Linked DNA regions of Hordeum vulgare: region 2 is linked to region 1. The links are chromatin contacts, called in public Hi-C maps. All regions are on one chromosome and are shown on one strand. The core of a region is the stretch at or near the end of the contact, and the rest is flanking DNA. Distances in the headings are between cores, read along the strand shown.

Region 1 (4,944 bases), core at 1,671-4,170:
GTATTCATGTTTTATCGATACCTCCTCGATCTTCGAACACTTCATTCACATGAAATTAAACATAACCATTGTGAGATATGTTAGTATAATAAAGCAAAATACTACTTTAAACAACAAAATAAAGTGGTTCACATGAAACTAAACGTCATTCTAGTCAGTTTAGATATATAGCTCATCCCCAAGCTTGAACTCTTGTCTCTCCGTATTCATCTTTTATCGATACCTTCTCGATTTTCGAACACTTCATTCACACAAAACTAAACATAACCATTGTAAGATACACTGCCACATGCAAGCAAGAAAAAAATACACACAGTAAAAATAAAAGAGAGGCCGTGGATATTTGATCCCTTGACCTTAAGGATTCAAACCAAAGCGCTAACCAGTAGCACCGGGATGGAATTTGTGTCAAGTTAGCAGAGCCACTTTAACTGAGACGGCTCTCCAACACACATGACTGAAACAAAGGCTAGCATGGCTGTGGAAAAACTACTATAGGGAATTCTGGGACCTGAACCCCAAATCCCTTGGATGAAAACCAGAGGCACTAGCCACCACGGCAATAGTGCTGATGCGAGGAAAAGTTGTGGACGAACTAATAAATTTAACATGCTAGAATGGATCTAGCAAAAATTCAGATATGCAGAAAGCTGCTCATATCGGGGTTCAGAGACATGCTGGGCACTGCTCCAGTGACAACAGCAGGCGTGGAGGACGGGGAAGGACATGCCACACCTTGGGGAGGCCGGATCTAGGGCGGGGATCCTGTTCCCGGTGATGGCACGGCCTGGCGGCGCCATTGGAGGACCTCATCCCCATGGCGGCGAGCCATCTCTCTGTTTACCTGAAGAAGACAGAACATACCGGGGGTTGAGGGAGAGAAGAACTAGGGGATGAAGGAGGAGAGAGGAACGGAGTCATGGGGTCAACCCGGGAGGCGCGTCATGGCTGTGGGGAGCTGTTGGGGCGGTGAGGCCAGCCCGATGGTCTCCGACGGCGGGGCTTCGACGACACAGCTGTGGCATCGTTCCTTGGGCAGGATCTCGGGGACGAGGTTGTGCTCTGCTTGGGGTGGACTACAGCTTGGTCAGGGACGAGCTCGCACGGGAGTTGGTCGAGAGGGGGCGCGAGGGATCGGGGCAGCCTTGTCCAGCGGGTCAGCCGACGCGAGGAGTGAGGGAGGCGCGTGTGGTTGAAGACGGGTGCAGGAAGGGCACGGGGCGCGAGCAGGCTTCGACGAGCGAGGGCGAGGTGATGGCACAGGAGCATGGGGATTGCTATGGTTGGTGTTAAGATTAATTAAGATACTTAATTAGAAAAATCCCTGCATGTATTTCAGCAACCGCCGCGTTGGTTCATCGCCTCTCCAAAACGAGGCGTCCTCCCTGTACCTATAATACAGAAGCATCAATGGAAGAGAGTAGATTTTTGATCTCAAACACGTTATCAGCACGCTCCCGGATGAGCGATCTCATTGGCCTCACAACGAGGAGACACGAAGAGACCAAAGCGATGATGTCCCGAAGAAAAGTCGCGGCCTTTGTCTTGCATCCGCATAGACCGGCGGCGTTCGAGGCGACGAGGCTGGCCAGCCCTCTGCAGCCATGCCGTCGGCCCCGTCGCTAGCCATGGTAAGGCTGCTCCCACGAGCGGGTCTGGTGTCCGTGGTACCCAGCGAGCGGCAGTTCTGCATCGGTGGCTGGGTGTGACGTTGGAGTCGTCCTCGGCAAGAGCGTCCGTCTACAACATCAGGATCAAGCAAAGACCAAAGTCCTGATTCTAAACAAGGTGTCTATTTTCCAATTTAACAATTGCAATCAGGAGTTAGTACCTTTTGTCCTCAAGATCTTGCATCGCTCGTTCTTGCGGAGGAGGAGTGGTTCTTGAGATCTTGCCCGCATGACCGTACCCCGAGGCTTATGGCATTGCCGCTCGCCGGTCGCGTTGCACAGGCAGCAGCGCAAGATCTCGTCGGCGCCGCCGCCCGCGCCGCGCCTGTCACCCGCGCGACGCCCCTTACCAGGCCGTGGTCGTACCCGTCCGCGTCGTGGGTGCTCGCACCTGCCCGCGCCGGACCGTGGCCGCGTCCGCCCGTGCCATGGGCGCTCGCTCCTGCCCACACCGAGCCGTGGCCGCCCGCGCCGGGCAGTGGCCGCATCTGCCCGACCTAGCGCGGCTCTCTCGGGCGCACCTTTGGCCTCGGCTACAGCATGGTCCACCCCATGGCCCTCCACTGCTCTTGCTTGCGCTCAGCACGCGGCGTGGACCGCATGGATCGCGGCGCCCCACGGCGCAGCCATGGCCTTCGGCCTCGGCGCGAGACGAAGGTGCACACCGCGAGGGCAGCGCTACTGGCCACCAGCGCAGCCTCGGCGCTGCTCCTCCCAGGACGGTGATGCCTATGGCCGTGGCCCCTGCCCGGACTCCTCGCGGAGGCGTGGCCGCCTAGGCGCGCGGGTGATGGCATCTTACTGCCAGCTGACGGCACGACAACGTCACCCTCCGACATAGTTTCCCACAGCGGAGACGACGACGCTCCCGCAGCCGCAGCCTTGGCCGGCGAGCCAAAACAGCGGCGGGCGGTTACAGGATTTCTCCTGGCAGAAACCGCTTGAGAGTAGAGAGATAGAAATCTTATCTCTTTGCAAGTTTTGCAATTTAGCCCTTGTGGATTTACCTATTTTCTAAATAGGCTAAAACTTGTGTCTGTTATCATTTTATGGTAAATTCCTGGATATTTCGGTATATTGCAGGTTGGTCTAACTATCTGCTACTCGCAACATTAAGGCCACATGCAGATCATCATTTAGCCCATTTTCTCTAGAGTTTTTAAAATTCCAGAATTATGTGGCTGCTATTTGCTTGATCTATAACATGTTCTTTACCGGTACAACGACATTGTTTTACGATTGAGATTAAATTTTCTCGCAAAACAATATTGATTTGCGACTAAGAAATGTATATATTTTTTCTCGCAAAACAATTTCATTGCAATTGAGATTTTTATCTCTTGAAAAGATAAATTCAGTACGTTTAAAGTATTGATTTGCAATTGAGAATTTTCTTCTCTCGCAAAACAATCTCATTGCGATTGAGATTTTTTTTCTCGCAAAATGTTAATTCACCCTGCTAAATTATCTTGCAACTTTATACAAGATCATCTCATTCAATTTGAGGTCTATACAATTCAAGTTTTTCATTTGAACATCAACTTTATAACATCATTACTATTCATTACAATAGTAGTGTATTTCCGTTGAATACGAGGTATTTCAGAATGTATGTATCTCCATGTTCGCTACATGTCGAGATTAATACATTTATTTGTAATTGAGATTTTTATTTTCTTGCAAATAAAAATCAGTTCATCTTAATTGAGCCTTTGGCTTGATACAAGCAAAAATTGGTATGCAAAATTCTAAGTGTTGTTCTTCAAATTGATGCTTGGGATCACAAGGTAGTGCGTAGATCTACCGCTTGCAGATTACCACCATTACTGTTAAAGCCTATATTTTGTCATTCTGACACTATAATTGCTTTACAAAGTGCTCTCCCACACATTTTTCTAAGTCATGACATAAGGCATTACGAGTGAGTATCTACTGACTTCATCAGATTATACTCCCTAGTGTTGCAAGATCTACTCCATTTTGGAGATTATCTTCAAGGTGTCATGTTTAGCAATTTGAGATTCAAACTAATTGTTTCAAATAATTTCTTGAAATATCCATTAATTTTGCTAAGTTCATTACAACATCAACCATGATGGTCTTTAATTTACTGACTGTAAATTAATTGTCTATGGTTTACCCACAACGGTAACATATGGCTATAGAATTTGAGGCACTCGCCCTCAATGGCCACCACTGCCCTATCTCATAGGATAATGTGTGCAATCCAGAATTCACCTCTGGTCAGGATCACACCACTAACAAAAAATGTTGTCTTATACATTATAGGGCATTAGATCCAGATCTCAACATCTGGTTATTCTGTATCAGCAATTCTTGGGACACAATGAACTCAAGGGAAAAGGTTTGAATCTCACTTCAACCTTCAACCCGACATCACTAGTGATGATGGGATCCTATGGACACGAAGAACGTGTGGTTGAATATGACTCAACTAACATGTCTGAAGACATTGTTTAGTCTCTCAATCTCCTGAGTGGTCAACATAATTTATGTCCATTTACGATGTTCTAATAAGAACATAAGTATTGTTTTCATCATATATTGTATATCACAATATATTGCATCAACACTTTGGTACAAATACATTTGTATGTATTCTATATATCTGACAGTGATTTTCTTAAGAATCTTCATGTCTATATATAGATTTCTACAGGGGTCAATCCGATGAAAGATGACATGTGCCTTGTGGACATATGCACCACAAACTCTATACTCAGGGAAGTCCAATGTTTCCACTCTCATCGAGAGAAATGAGATGTTTTAAAATCGCTAGACGCGATGAGGTATTTGTTGGCTCAACTTGAGTCATATTTACTATCCCTGTGGGTACTCGAGTAATGTCGGGATGCTTTATTGCTTCCCAGGTTTAACTCGTACCCTACTAAACTATTGAGTTATCCATCAAAATAGTTTCCATAGCGAAAATTATGATGACAACAAAGAGAAATAACTTCTCTTTACCATATGCAACGGATATGGCAAGCACATTCTCTATGTATCATATTGATTGTAATACACATACGACACACCCCGTAGCACATGTTGCATATGAGATAGTTTTCCAGAGTGTCTTGTACATGACAAACTTGGCATACTCGCCTTGGTCATCGAGACATTGGGTTGAAACCGAAACTATCAGCAATTCCAATAGTTTATGATTATTATGATGTTAAATTCTAACAACATTTGGATTTTATGTGCACTACATGTGACACAGGGAAGCTAATTTTAAGGCCCGCTCACCTTA
Region 2 (4,944 bases), core at 1,759-4,258, 140 kb before region 1:
AACTTCAGATCGATCGTGTCAACACCATGAACGGAAGCACTTGAACCGTTGCCCATCAGCACGGAAGTAGTCCCTGCGACCTGATAAGAAGAAAGCATGGAAATATCACCGCATAGATGCACATTAGCACCCGTGTCAATCAACCAATCAGGGGAACGACATACTTAGAGAATAGCAGGAAGTATACCATACCCAACATCCTTCATATCAGTGTCACCAATGACAATACTGGCGATCGTGTCGCCTTTCCCATGTTGACGCTTTTCATAACGATTAGGGAAACTAGGTGCCCAATCATCAGGATCTCCGCAGACATGACAAGCACCTTTCTTCTTGTCAGTCTTCTTCTTGAAGTTGGCGTGTTGCGAAGCCTTGTTCTACCCATCAAACTTTCCCTTACCATCAAACATGCCCTTGTTCTTGAACTTGTGGTGCTGGGAGTTTTTCTTCTGTACCAGATTGGCACTGGAACCTCCCGCAATACCTCGACCATGTATGTCTTTTGCTCTCGCCTTTTCTTCCACATCAAGAGTACCAATGAGATTCGGAACGGAAAACTCCTGCCTGTGATGCTTCAGAGAGGTAGCAAAGTTCCTCCACGAGGGAGGAAGCTTAGTGATGATACCTCTAGCAATAAACTTATTCGGTAACATACAATTGAAGTGCTCAAGTTCTCTAGCAAATGACTGTATCTCGTGATCTTTCTCAACCACTGAGCGCTCATCAGTCATCCTGTAATCATAGAAGTATTCCATGATATACAGCTCAGTGCCGACATCCGAGACCCCCAAACTCGGCCTCGAGTGCTTCCCACATATCTTTTCCATTGTCAATTGACGCATAAGCATCAACTACATTCTCACCAAGAACACTCAAGAGAGGAGCCTTAAACAAGGTATACGTTTTTTGAAAAGCTTCTTCCTATTGAGGATCAAAAACTCCTTCAGGTTTGCCAAGAGTGGCATCATAGGAGCTCATGGTTTGAAACCATAGAACGACCCTCACACGCCACCTCTTATAGTGCACATCCTCAAACATAGAAGGCCTCATGAAAGCAACAAAATCACTCGGGATAAATTGCCTATAATAAGGATTTTGAATTGTTAAAAATATGAGCAATTTACCGAATGATTTAAAAGAGATAAACAATAGATAAAACATGATCATTATAACAAAGACAAGACTAGTCATGCAGACTTGAGAAAAGTAGACCAAGATAACAGAGCCAAGACTAGAGGAGGCAAAAATCATCTGAACATGTGTGTTAGAACAAAATAAATCTAAAACAAATACTAGACCAAGAAACTTAGCATTAGCTTTGGTGTTGGCGTCGGCCATGTCGTCAAAAAAGTCGTCGGCGTTCGTGGCATACGTGATGAAGAGGTCAGTAGTCGCGCAGAACGCTCCTCAAAAACCTTATCACCATTCTCTCGTACATAACTCAAAAGGTGTGCTTTCGAAGGCCTATTGTTCCGAACTGCGGTGCACGCTGCATGCCCGGATAGGGAAGAACTTAGCAGTAGCTCAGAACGCAGCGACGTGAGACGAAGCAAAAGAGCACGCGTGAATGTCTCTGTTGTTTCCATCCTCATACACGTGGGATAATATGCTTTCTTATAAGCAGATCCAACTTTCTACTAAACTAACAATATGAAAGTAAGCTTTAGTCCTACCTCTTGCCTTGTATAAATGGGCTAAGTGAGCCTCTAGAATTTATTAGAAATTCTGAAACTTGTTATTGGGCTTACCCAAAATAGGTCAAATTCCAGCAGACCTTACCTTACACTGCATTTGTCATGAGTATCAATTCTGTGCAACTGAAATTCAATTGCTAACTCCTCTCTTTTCTCTGCTTTCTCCCGGGATAGATTCTTCGTCCAGATCCAGTTGACATGGTCCCTTGGAACGGATAATGTAACAACCACGGATTCCACGATTCTTTTCTCATTACTAGGCCGGCCTCGCTTCTCACTGTATGCCGGACAGTATTAAAACTTGGATAACTCAGGCGACTCGCTGTTGTTTATTCAATCAACGTCATCCAGATACACATAATTCTATCTACTACTAGTACTACAATCGACAAGGCATCGCTGGGTTTCTTGGTTCCTTCGATAATAGAGAAGGGGGAATTAATCCTACCCCCACCCCATCACACCTACTAGATGATGGAGACAACAATGGCACTTGCTGGATGGATAGTACAAAGTAGATAAGATAATCCCGCCTTCCTCGCTGGATGGATTAGGACAAATGAGCGGCGCCACGTCACGGGCTATTAATTAACTGGTGCTAATTGGTCGTCATCATCATCGTCTGGTCTCGATCCACGGCCGGCCGGCCGGCCGGCCGTGATCCGAACGTCTGATCTGCTAGTAGCTCCACCGCTCGTTCTCTTGGCCGTCATCGCCGGTGGCCGCCGGCAGCTGCGAGTAGAAGTCCAGCTCGAAGCACCTCGCTTCCTCCTCCCTCCGTTTGACGGTGTAATAGTGGCGCGCCAGCGCCGCTCCGCCGAGCGCGGCAGCGACCGTGAATCCCGCCGCTTTGCCCCGCCGCCGGCCGCACGCCACCGAGGCGCCAACCGCCGCCGTCCACATCGCCCCTGCATCCAACCAAAATTAGTAAATACCTGGTCTCACATCACAATTACGTCAAAACACCGATCGGAGACGGGAGATCGCGGGAGGAAGGTGGGGTCCGAGAGGCTGAGACTGACCGACGGTGGCGAGCTTGTGCTGGTCCACCCAGGACTGCACCGACGAGCTCATCTTCTCCATCTCCGGTCGACGAGTTCCTGATTTCTTACAATGATTCTCGGATGACTTTCTCTGGGAATGGGGAATTGGATGGGATCAGCGGGTCAGGTTGGTGGCGTATTTGTAGCTGCGCAGAGCGCCCACTGGCTTCTATTGATCGTGAGCTGAAGGAAAAAGATAAATGAAACCAGTGGCCCAGCCACCAGTTTCTGTCGCGGTTTGCTTTGTTGGGTTGCCCCTCTATTCGGAGGTAGCCCGAGGTTTTATGAGGCCCTTCTTATCCAGGTTGCTCGTCATCACGCCAACGACTTAGAAAGTATCTGACAAAAAAAGCTCCACGCCTTGCTTTATAGGTAAAACACATATCATTATACAAGCCAGCCGAAAATAATGGTGTATAAAATAAAGGAAACGTTCTAATTCACTCGGCTGATTTCTCGTTTCTGTAAATCGCCTCAAAAGATTGACACGTGTCCTGTGGAAACGATGCACCGCACTGCCCCGTAACCTTATCCTTTTCCCAGTCTAAGTCGTCCTTCCTCTCAATCGGAGCATCCGATCCCCTCTCTCCCCATTACCACTACAACCTTGCTTTCTTCTCTTCCCGAGCTCCTCACCTCTCCCACCCCCAGTCGACAAGCTGCTGCTTCTACAAGGGGTCCCGTAGCGCTGCGATGGCTACCACTCGACGAGGAGGCGTACCTGCGAGGGGAGCAATGGTGTGCATGGTGTGGGTGGCATCACGAGATCCCGCGGGGCTGCGTGTTAGTGGCCACCGGAGCTGCAGACGACGATGGTGTTGGAGGAGGAAGAGACGAGCATCGCAACATCCCTCCCCCAAAGCTCCGTCGCCTCTGTGTGCTGCGTCACAACATCTTGGCCGCCATCGGGTTGTGTCACAACATGTGACATCGTCGTCGCATGATTCACCACAACACCCCGTCACCGTCACGTGAATCTTTGTCGACGCCTGTCGGGTGCTGCGGTGGAGCTTTGACGGGGGCGGACGTTGCTGCGATGGAGCACGACCGTGCGGTGGTGGAGACTCTGTAGGGAAGCTCCGCCGGCGGCGACGTGGTGCTACGATGGAGCACCACGGTGTCGGTGTTTGCGCTGCAATGAAACGTCGTCGAGATTGTGATGAAGGGCCGTCGAAGCTAGAGTGAAGCGCCGACGTTCGTTCGAGTTCCGGCGAGGTTGCAATGAAGCTCCGACGAGGTTGCAGTGAAGCGCCCGGACGGTTGCTGGAACTCCTGTGAGGTTGCAATGAAGCTCCGACGAGGTTGCAGTAAAGCGCCCCGGCGGTCGTCGGAAGCTCCAGCGAGGTTGCAATGAAGGGTCCGTCGGTGCTGCCATGGGAGACTATTGCGTGCTGCTGCTATGGGAGCTGTGTGGTGCCTCCCGATTCTGCGGCTGGGAGCATTTGAATCGGATGGATGTGGAGGCAGCTTAATTTCGTAACAAATAAACCGGTTAATTTGTAGCAGTCCTCATAAAATAAATACGGAAAAAATAAAAGAGGAGAGAAGAAGGTCTCATTGCGAGCGACAACAAAACAAACCCAAACATATATGAAAGTCACATGAAAGATACATGAAAGCCTGAAGGAGGATAGGTTATCATGAGCAACCGAGCCGCGGGCTCCTTGAACTTCTTAGTCATGTCATGGACGGAGGACCTATCCCGTCATCTGCACAGGGGTCTTCAAATCTATAAGAAATCACATAATTTATAGATCACATCACTAAGCATGGTCGTAAATATATTCTCAATAATAAGTTTATTCCTAATACACCATAACGTCCAAACCAAGGCTCAAAAATTGATCCACATCAATCTTCGGGCCTGACCCGATCAGGCAGATGGTAGGGGGAAGAACTGAGGGAAGCTCGTAGGATACCATCCATTGTCCCGAATCTTCCTAGGAGCACTCCAAATAAACTGGGCGGACACATAGTAAAAGAAGATGTGATCACTATCTTCAACAACATAAAAAATGGGACACATACAAATTGCTGGCCCATTACGTTTGCAAACTTGCTCACCCAATGGTAGCTTGCCCCTCACTAACTGCGAGAGGAATATCTTGATTTTAGGTGGAGGCCTAGTTTTCCAAATTTTTGTAAATTTCTTCGGTCCCTGATGAGCCGCCATCCAATCATAGAGGGACTTAATAGAATAGCAACCT

The links. Hi-C and Micro-C count contacts between places; a contact is called where the count stands out from the background.
Region 2: a Hi-C map of seedling shows a contact between it and region 1, with 2.7 times the contacts expected there. The contact joins the promoter of LOC123395005 here to the promoter of LOC123398131 in region 1. A contact is called at or near these places in 2 of 6 Hi-C or Micro-C datasets (leaf and seedling) and 1 of 1 datasets of contacts at active chromatin or transcription factors (embryo).

Annotation. Positions count from the first base shown.
Region 1 is chr5H:325,917,407-325,922,350 of MorexV3_pseudomolecules_assembly, reverse strand. LOC123398131 reads right to left here and starts at 2,920. Exons shown (of 1, transcript XM_045092641.1): 1 at 1,313-2,920. The coding sequence starts at 2,158. The coding sequence ends at 1,841. LOC123398132 (a long non-coding RNA gene) reads right to left here and starts at 257. Exons shown (of 2, transcript XR_006610079.1): 1 at 145-257; 2 at 10-39.
Region 2 is chr5H:326,057,201-326,062,144 of MorexV3_pseudomolecules_assembly, reverse strand. LOC123395005 reads right to left here and starts at 3,008. Exons shown (of 2, transcript XM_045089914.1): 1 at 2,717-3,008; 2 at 1,989-2,602. The coding sequence starts at 2,777. The coding sequence ends at 2,373.